2 separate regions of the Mus musculus genome follow, and region 1 is linked to region 2. The links are chromatin contacts, called in public HiChIP or PLAC-seq maps. All regions are on one chromosome and are shown on one strand. The core of a region is the stretch at or near the end of the contact, and the rest is flanking DNA. Distances in the headings are between cores, read along the strand shown.

Region 1 (4,524 bases), core at 127-2,626, 300 kb before region 2:
CTTATCTGAGATCTCCCATGGTACATGTAAATCATATGTATAAATAGCCCGTGTTGTTATTTCCTCCTGTTAATGTCCCTTTTGCATGTTTAATTCACAGGCCTGAGGTACTAGGGCCAAGTCTGAGACCCAGGGACACTTCCTACTGTTTTATCACAAAAACAGAAAAGCAACTAATCTGAAGTTGGTACCAGGAATGGGGTGCGGAAATAAAAAGGGCCAAGTCAAAGACATACTTGCATCCTTTCCCCACACCTGAGAGTCAGTGTCCAAGGGTAACATTGGGTGGGTTGTCCCCCGCCACCACCCCACTTCCACCCCCAGGACCCCGGCTATAATAGCTCATGTTCCCTTGCTTGGCTGGAAACTCACCCTGCAGTTTCATTAAAAGGGGCAAGAATTCCACCTCTTCTTTGGAATCCACTTCCAACAGTTGCTATGCTGAGCCTGAATCCTGGGTTAATCCTTTATCTTTATGACCTTAGCAGGAGTTATTTTTACCTCATTAGGCCTCGGTTTCATCCTGTGCTGGCTGGATTAATAATATAACACACCTCAAAAACTGTTGTTCAGGTTAAAGGAGATAGTAGAAAACCTGACACAGAATGTGTGTTATATGAACTCAAGGTTCACACATAGCTACACATAGCTGTATTGGGATCTAATAGCCTGCCTGTTAGAAAATGTCTCTAATGACTTGAATGGGTTTATAGAGGAGAGGCAGCTCCATGGAGTTATCTAACTTTCAAGGTTAGGAAATATAGAGCGATCCTACTTGCCTATGTGAAAGAGTTACAGTGACTCTATTAGCTTTCTTGTCTGAATCACTAGACATATGTCCTAAAGTCCTCTCCTTACTGGGAAGGCCTGTTCTAAAGACTGATTCTCAGATCCTACCTTTAACTTGCTGATTCCAACTTTTGAATTAAATTCTGGGAGACAGTCTTTAAACACTGGGCCCTTTCAAGGTGATCCAGAGGTGACCGAAGTTTTAAATTGACAGGCAAAGAACAAGTTTCCCTGGCCTGAATCTACCCAGTCTGGTGCCTTGAAATGCAGATCTCTGCAGATTCTGTGGGCAAGGGCCACAGACCAGGGCACCATGGTTTACCCTTTGCTCTCCAGCACTTCACCCACTCAGAGCCGCTATTCCATAGATCTTGTTTCCAGCCTGGGTGGCATTTCTATAGCGGCCCCTCATTTCCTGCCAAGAACAGAGCTGGCCTCTCTGATCCTGGCTCTCAGCCCAGCCAGGCTGTAGGTGGATCATTAAAGACCGCTGGACCTCTTCTGGAGGACTCTGGGACTGTGTTGTGGAGGGAGAGGCATGACCGGGGTGGGTGGGACTATTCAAGAATCTGTTGCTATCAAATCTGGGGAGCAGACAGTCCAGGGCCCAGACAGACCTCTGTTACTCATGCAGAGATAATTCAGTTAAGGGGAATGCAGATGGGAGAGATGGAGTGACTCAGAGGCTGAAGGCATTTCAATGAGGCTTGGTGACTGAAAAGCACTTATTAACCCAGGATGCTTAAGCATTAAACAGGGCCAGGGGCTGGGTGGAGACACTGAAGAGTTGCCCACACAGGATTTTGCTGGAAGGTTGGGTGTTATGAAGTAGAATTCCCCACTCTCAGCCCATCTAAGAGCTAATTCACACCTTAAATCCTCAGTGAACTCATGTTTTTCTAGGCTGTTCAGGTCGTTATCATCTGGCCTATACAGCCATCCCGGGAAGAGATAAGCTGAGAAACTATAAAGTGTCAGACAAGAAGAAAAGCTTTTCTGGGATTTAATTTGAGCCATTGATCACCACTTCCCATAGGAACAAGTTATTTCTCTGTGAGCTGTCATCTATGAAAGCAGGTGGCTTGGCTCCTGGAGGCCTCACATGGTAGAGGGCTACAGGGTCCTTGAGGCCAAGTTAGAGGCACAGGGACACTTCCTATCATCTTTTTCCCATGCCTGAGAGTCAATGTCCTTGGGCAGCATTAGAGGCATTGCCCATACCTGACCCCATCCCCAAGTATAATAGCATATGTCCCCTGGCTTGGCTGGAAGCTCCCCCTACAGTTTCCTTTGATCCACCTGCATCTTGGGAAGATGCTCTGGTTTAAAGCAGGCTATTTGGTCCCTGGAATGGAAAGGAAGTGCCACAGTGCTAGAAGGAAGCTCCTTCTATTTGTTTCTGTCTACTTCTTCTCCTGGCATAGAGAGATTTTTCTCCACAGACCATTTGTCTTTTTTATAACCTGCCTATTCAGTGTCAGACGAATGCAAGGCAGCGGAGAAGCTGATGAAGGCCATTGCTTGGACGCTTGAGACCACGCTAGTAGACCATGGCAAAGCAACTGGGACCTACCTCCTCCACAGGTGCCAGAGTCAAGGCAGGGTGGGTGGGATGCACCTCCAAAGGACTGGAAGTGAGCTCTTCTAATGAGCAGGCAGAGGACTGGCCAGCAATGAAGGAGTTAATGGCAGTCAAGCCTTCTTCCTCTGTCCTCCCTTCTCTCACTGAACCCAGATGAATAGCCAGTCAGTAAAATGACCCAGTGGAAGGAGTCCAGAATCAACCACTCTGATCCCAGGGGGCATTTGTACTCTTCACAGCACAAATCAAATCACCCAGAGCGAGGACTGGCAGGCTGCAGAAGGCCCAGAGACAAGACATCCCTCTGGTCTCTTCGGGCACAGCAGGGACTTAACCCAAGCCGGAACCTTAGCCCATGAAACCCATAGGAGACTGACCTGCCTGGTTCCTGTGGGTCTGGAATTTCCATGTGTGATTTCTCCCTGAGACTTAGTTAGCTATCATGGAGAGGCCTTGCCTCTTGTCCTGTCTTCCCCTCACTTTGTACAGCAATGCCACCTCCTTCCTCACAGTGTCCATTGACCTTGACCCATGTGGGTGCTCTGTTGGTGAGAAAGTGGGTAGGGAAATCGGATTTGAAAAGGAGTGGAGAAATCCAAATCCCAGGATCTCATAGAACCTGCGATTACTCCTCTCCACTCAGACAGTCTCTGCTGTGTGCAAAGCTCTCTCTTTCCCTGCCCCCAGCTCCTTCCCTCTAGGAGGGAATGCCCTGAGCCTCCTCCAGCACCCCACTGGCCCTTCTGCACAAAGCTTTGTCCTCTTGAAAGCTTACAGATTTATAGTTCTCAGCTGCAGACATTCCATCCCTACCATTCCAGCCTCTCACAACCCTTGAACATCCTCCTCCATGTCCCTCTCCCAGCCTCCCCCGAATTGGAAGCTGTGGGGGTGGGGCAGGCAGGGAAGGTTGACCTCTAAATACAGAGAAGCTCAGCCTGAAGGAGTCTCCTCTGTCAAGCCACTCAGGCATCAGTTTCCTGGAACTTGACTGGCTATGGCCTGTTAGTAGCCCAGAGACTGTCCACAAAAATAAAATAAAATAAAATAAACATGTGTGACTATTCATTTCACTGTGGTTCTCTGTCTAGCTGTAGCCATGTATTTCTAGAATATTCTGTTCTGTAATGATCCTTATGTTATCCTACAATGATAGGACTTAGGAAACCCCACCTCTTTAGATCTAAGTAAGTATCTCCAGCCTAGGAATAATGTGAGCAATCCCTAATAAAATTTTGGTGATGGCAATTGGCTATTTGTATGGGAAGAGATGATAGCTAAAGGTGGAAATCTGCTGTCACAGAGAGAGCTTTATACCTACCCTCAAGCAGTGGGTAAGCCTTAGCTTTAGAGACCATTCCTGGAACATAAACTCGAAGCTGGCCTGGACTTGATGGGGGAAGATGCGATATACTGCTTACCACAGAGGTATCTCTTCAGATGTTAGAGAAGTTCTTTGTGAACTAAAGCTATTGTCAAAATAATTGTTAGAGAATAATGAGTGTGCAGAGCAAGTTGAGAATAGGTCACAGAGAGATGAAGCCAAGATATAGGCTAGGAGTTGGCCCCAAGCCCAGGGAAGCAGCACCGTATCTACAGGGCTGAGGGGCCAGAAGAGGTAGCCAGTACTGGACCTGGAGAAAGGCTCCGTGGGTGATCACTATGAGCAAGGTCAAGTGTCTCCGCAGCCACCTCCCAGGAAGTTTTGGTCTTGGCTCAGATGAGTCAGATGGAGTCTGGCCACTATGCTGAGAAATACAGCTGTGGGCATCCCTTGGCTACCCCATATGAATATGATGGCACTTTGAGCTAGCCTTAGAGGGCAAGAGAAAGGCACTAGAGAAAGCTCATGCATGGGCCCTGGACCCTTAGAAAGTGGGTATCTCTGAGCAAGTTGCCCTCCATGAGCCCAAACTAGCCTTGCAACTTTAACAGGGCTTTGCAGAATTGTTATAAGGGTCTGAAGCAACTAATGAGCAACTCTTGCATGATTATAAGTATGGAATAGTAGTTATCTTACACAGTCATCAGGACACTCATTTATTATACGTAGATTCCAACAATGTGAACATGGTGCTCACTTGTAGGGGAACCATCCTCTCCTAATACCTTCCTGTCTCAATTCGGTTCTTCCACCCTGTTCAACGTACCCT
Region 2 (4,389 bases), core at 562-3,061:
TTAGTTATTAGTTTTATAGCCCTGCCTATTTCCGTGCCTCTCTATATAAAGAATATGAAAAGAGATATTAAATCTCAATTTTTAATAACGTTATTGACATCTTTGGGGAGCTTTATAACACTTGACATTTGCTTTCGGTGTTGGGGAGAGAGGGAGAAAGTAAATTGATTTGGTATTTATTTCCGAAGTTGGAGTATGACAAGTTACTTTAAACATAAAATATGTAGGCACTTTGGAACACAATGAACGGAATGGGTTGTTGGTTTTGAAAGTGAACATAAATTTTAGAATCAAATGGGTAATGTGGTAATGATAATAACATCATTTGATCGCTAAACGAACCTGTTTTATTATATTCATCACTGGATTTCTATTGCCACCTAGACAGCCTTCAAAATTGATAGAACGTGATGTCTGGACCTGCAGAACACAGCTCATGACTGAACGTCACAGCTCTTGTGATGAAAGTTAAATTCTTCAGAGTGCTAGGCTTTCAATAGATCCTTTTTTATAGACAAAATGTATGTGTTTCAAAAGAGCACCCTCTGAATGTGGACTTCTTTGTAAGAAATAGACATCCATTTTGCAATGGACACTTGCTTCCAGTTGTTAGCAATCCAGGAATGCACAGGGGAGATGATGGGGATATTGGCTGGGCACATGTAGATAAGATCTAGAAAAAGCCTAGTAAAATCTTGGTGGGGTGAAGAGAAGCCAAGATCTTTGCCACTACCTTAACAGGTCAACTGTGACTCAAAGGCTGGCTTGAACCCTACACAATCAGTTCAGGAAGATTCTTGCTTTGTTATTTTGTTTTATATCGGTCTCATGTAGCTCTAGCTGACCTCAGACTTATAGAAGTGAGAATGACCCTGAACGCCTGGTGTCCTCCCCCCCCCCCCAACTTCCATCTCTAAGACCCAGGACTATAGTCATGAATCATCACAGCCAGACCAAAAAACTTCCCGCTGCATAATAAGTGGTACAGAAAGCGGACTTGGCAGATTCCAAGCCAGTAAGAGACTGTCTGGAAAAACAAAGATGCACAGGACCTAGGAAACAACACTTAGGGCTATCGTTTGGCCTCTGCATGTACGTGCACATACACATGCACAGAGGTACACTCTCACCTACACACACATGTACCTATACATGCATGAAAACAGACATATAGACACACACACAGAGACACACAGACACAAACACACACACACACACACACACACACAAGCTCATAAAATGTCAACTCATCACATTTGGTCACTAGACACTTAAGGCCAGCTCAGGCACCAGTGACCTTGAATGCATGAGATTCAGTACCTTATTCAGTACTGTATGAGCTAGTGAGTCCCCTGGTTGAGCCATTAGCTTGCTGCCAGATGCTCAGGGGTGGTAAAATGCTTGTTTCTCTGCTGCGTACTTGCACGTTCGGGCAAAGGCTTACAACTTTGTACGTCTCCATCCGCCATCCAGCTTCTTGTATCTGCTGCTCCCATCCCCTCGAGTGCCAGTCTGCTCGAGTTCTTCTCCCTGCCTTGCTAAATGAAGATGACGCCATCTTATTTACCCCAGCAGTGTTTCTTGTGTAGATAGATGTTAAACTATGCAATAGATTTTTTTAAATGAAATTTTAATTACTTTCTGCTATTCTGAGCTCATTGCAATCAGCAGCCATCTTGCTGGAAGATAAAACAAAACAAAGCCGCTCACTGGGAGGAGCAAAGGCCTTTTTTGCAGAGTGGGGCACAGAAGCCCATTGTCAGCAGCAGCTGTGGACGCCTTCCCCAGGCACAGGCTCAACTGTCACAGGGTTCAGAGGTTTTGAGTTTTCCACTGATGTTCCTCTTCCCTAATGAGGTCACCTCTCAGCACAGTAGGGGAACAACTCTGCTAATGGGAGACTCAGAAATGCATGTTGCAATTACCACTCTTTGTTTCTATCTATCTCCCATAGTTTCCAAACAGCCGAGAGCTAGAAGGGGGGTGTTGTGTTGCTTGCTCCTCTGAAAATATGGAACAGAACTAGAGAGGGGAGCTGCATCTTTTATAGACTAGCCCCTGATTTCCAGCCATTGTGCTGTGCTGTTATTTCTAAAATATTGAGGATGGGAGCAACTCACTTTCCTCTGAAATGACTCTGGCCAGCAGTTCATGTGATGACCATGCTGGCGTGGCAACTAAATCTTTGTCAATGACAACTTCCTATATTTGATTAGTCACTTGATATACATTATGCTCCCCCTTCAAAATCAAAAGGTTTAAATGATCCATCTGTGGCTTCCCTCTGGTACCATCTTCTACAAAATGATTATAACACCATCATTTCAAACCCACTATTTGAAATGGACAAAGTAAAATGCATAAAAATGCTTTGAAAATGCATAATTCTCTAATAAAACAGTGCCCAATAATGATAGGCAGCAAAATAGATTTTTGTGGGAACGACACAGAAAGTGGAAACAAAGGAATAAGAATATTCCCCACCGTGTTTCCCCTTCAAGGACTCTGAGAGGGGACGCTCCAGCTAGTGACTGAGGCTGGCACTAGGTCGACTCAGGATAAGGGGTGTAGCTCTCCGTTACTATTGTAATCTCTGTTCTCCCTGAGGACTGGATTAGGATCCTCAAGTTGCCATGACAACAAGCAGCTCTTAGCCACATTGCTCTAGTTATTTTGTTTGTTGTTCATTTGTTTGTTTGTTTGTTTGTTTGTCTGTTTGTTTGTTGAGCCTTTCTTTTTCCCTTTGTCAGAGAAAGCTATTATTTGAATTTTTCAATCATCTGAATTCCTGACTATTTCTTGGATCTAGTTGTAAACCACTAATTCCTCTTTCCCTCGATGTTTCCTCTCAGTGAGACAGGATGAAGGGTAGAATATGAAACAAGATCCCATTTGAATGCCAGCCTGGAGTTGAGGAAGCAGGCCTTCTTCCAAGAGAAAACATTAGCTGGAGTTGTGTCAGGGTGTGGAGGCTGATCCAAAGCTTTGATGTGTCTCTCTGTCTTGAATTTATAGCTGCATAACCACCTGTGTGGCTGAACGTGTCCAGCATGGCTGTGGACGCTTTCAGGTATGCTCAGACCTCACAAGAGTGTTGAGAAGGTAGTGCTTCTGTCCCGTGTTCAAGAAGATGTGTTCAGAAAAGCTGTTTTGCCTCAGCAACTCCACTCTTGTGCATGAGGCCCTCATTTTTCTCAGAGGGATAAAACAGAAGTCAGAAGGTTAGTATCTTACCTCCTGCCCTCTCACTATTGGCCAAAACCCTGAGCATCCCAGCTACTCCCCCCTACAGCCTCTGATAGGACCATACTTAGTCACATAGGAGCATCACTTAATGGTTTCAAGCCAACCAGCAGGTTGAGATTCTGAAGGAAATGATTGCCCATACTCTCCTCTAACCAAGACTCCTAAAAGTCGTTTTCTGGAGCTTAGATTTTTGTAGATAGGAGCAAGTGACCTTGCTGGAGATTGGATAGACCCTGGTAGACCCTGAGTCATTCTCTATGATAAGAGGCTACATCCCCACAGTACTTTGACTAAGTCTGTGCCTTTTTGATGTATCCCTGTTTGCATTACAAGGAATCAAAATAGGACCTGATGTACGTTGGCAAGTACTCGGCCACGGAGCAGCAACCACAGCCCCATTTTGCTGCCTTAGTGGTATTGGCGGCATATTATTTATAAACACAATAATACCACAAGAGATATCTTTTTATAAGAATTAATCTGTAGACCACATAAAATTGCATATGAGGGCAGATATTGAGCCCAGAGAAGCCATCTAGGAATCTGTTATCATAATCCAGATGAAGGATAACATATGGTTGAAGACAGAGCCAGCGGGAATAGAAGAAAACGGAAAATGGAGGAAGCAAGATCATGCAAACAGAAGGGCTGGTGGTGAATTGAGAATCTAGGTCTGAGGCCTGCAGGGTTTAGAACTAGATAACAGTATTAAAGGAGTCCTGGAGGTGAGGCCCATCATGGTCTCAATTTCTCTGTCTGTCTCAGATTCAAACATTGAGGACAATGTTAATTTTCTTTAACTGACACTCCTTGGTGTTTCATTTAATCACGCTTATGTTAGCGTATTGCTTTCTGCTGCTTTCCACTGCAGATGGATTAGCCAAACTTTGTGCCGCAGCCAGAGAGCAAACCGAATTACTATTTATAATGCAGTTTCTATGGAAAATGCAAATCGAGTTGGGCATGTTGTGCTGTGGGCTTCTTTTGTTGCTTTCTTGCTTGAAGAGAAATATTCTCACCGTAGGTGTGGAATTGACTCTCGGTAAGGAGGTAAAACGGGGAGGCATGTATTAGTGCGTTTGTTAATCATTCGAAGAAAAGTCAGAATTGAAAAGGGATTGTGACGGTTGAAAAGGAATTGAG

What was found. HiChIP or PLAC-seq counts read pairs in DNA pulled down with a chosen protein or histone mark.
Region 1: a contact with region 2 is called in an H3K27ac HiChIP or PLAC-seq map of neural progenitor cells, with 3 times the contacts expected there. The contact joins two enhancer-like sites. A contact is called at or near these places in 13 of 484 Hi-C or Micro-C datasets (the HL-1 cell line, brain, cerebral cortex and 6 more) and 5 of 115 datasets of contacts at active chromatin or transcription factors (embryonic fibroblasts, embryonic stem cells and neural progenitor cells).

The regions. Positions count from the first base shown.
Region 1 is chr9:49,921,008-49,925,531 of GRCm38.p6, reverse strand. No RefSeq gene overlaps it. Among named protein-coding and RNA genes, the nearest start is that of Gm25633, 97 kb to the right of the region's middle. Within about 2 kb of position 1,376, at least 73 of the 459 cell types and tissues checked have an H3K27ac peak or open chromatin away from gene starts, as enhancers often do. A contact at or near this core is called in neural progenitor cells and stem cell-derived neural progenitor cells, where this site is marked.
Region 2 is chr9:49,621,678-49,626,066 of GRCm38.p6, reverse strand. All of the region lies in intron 1 of Ncam1 (neural cell adhesion molecule 1), which reads left to right. Among named protein-coding and RNA genes, the nearest start is that of Gm11149, 110 kb to the right of the region's middle. Within about 2 kb of position 1,811, at least 42 of the 459 cell types and tissues checked have an H3K27ac peak or open chromatin away from gene starts, as enhancers often do. A contact at or near this core is called in neural progenitor cells and stem cell-derived neural progenitor cells, where this site is marked.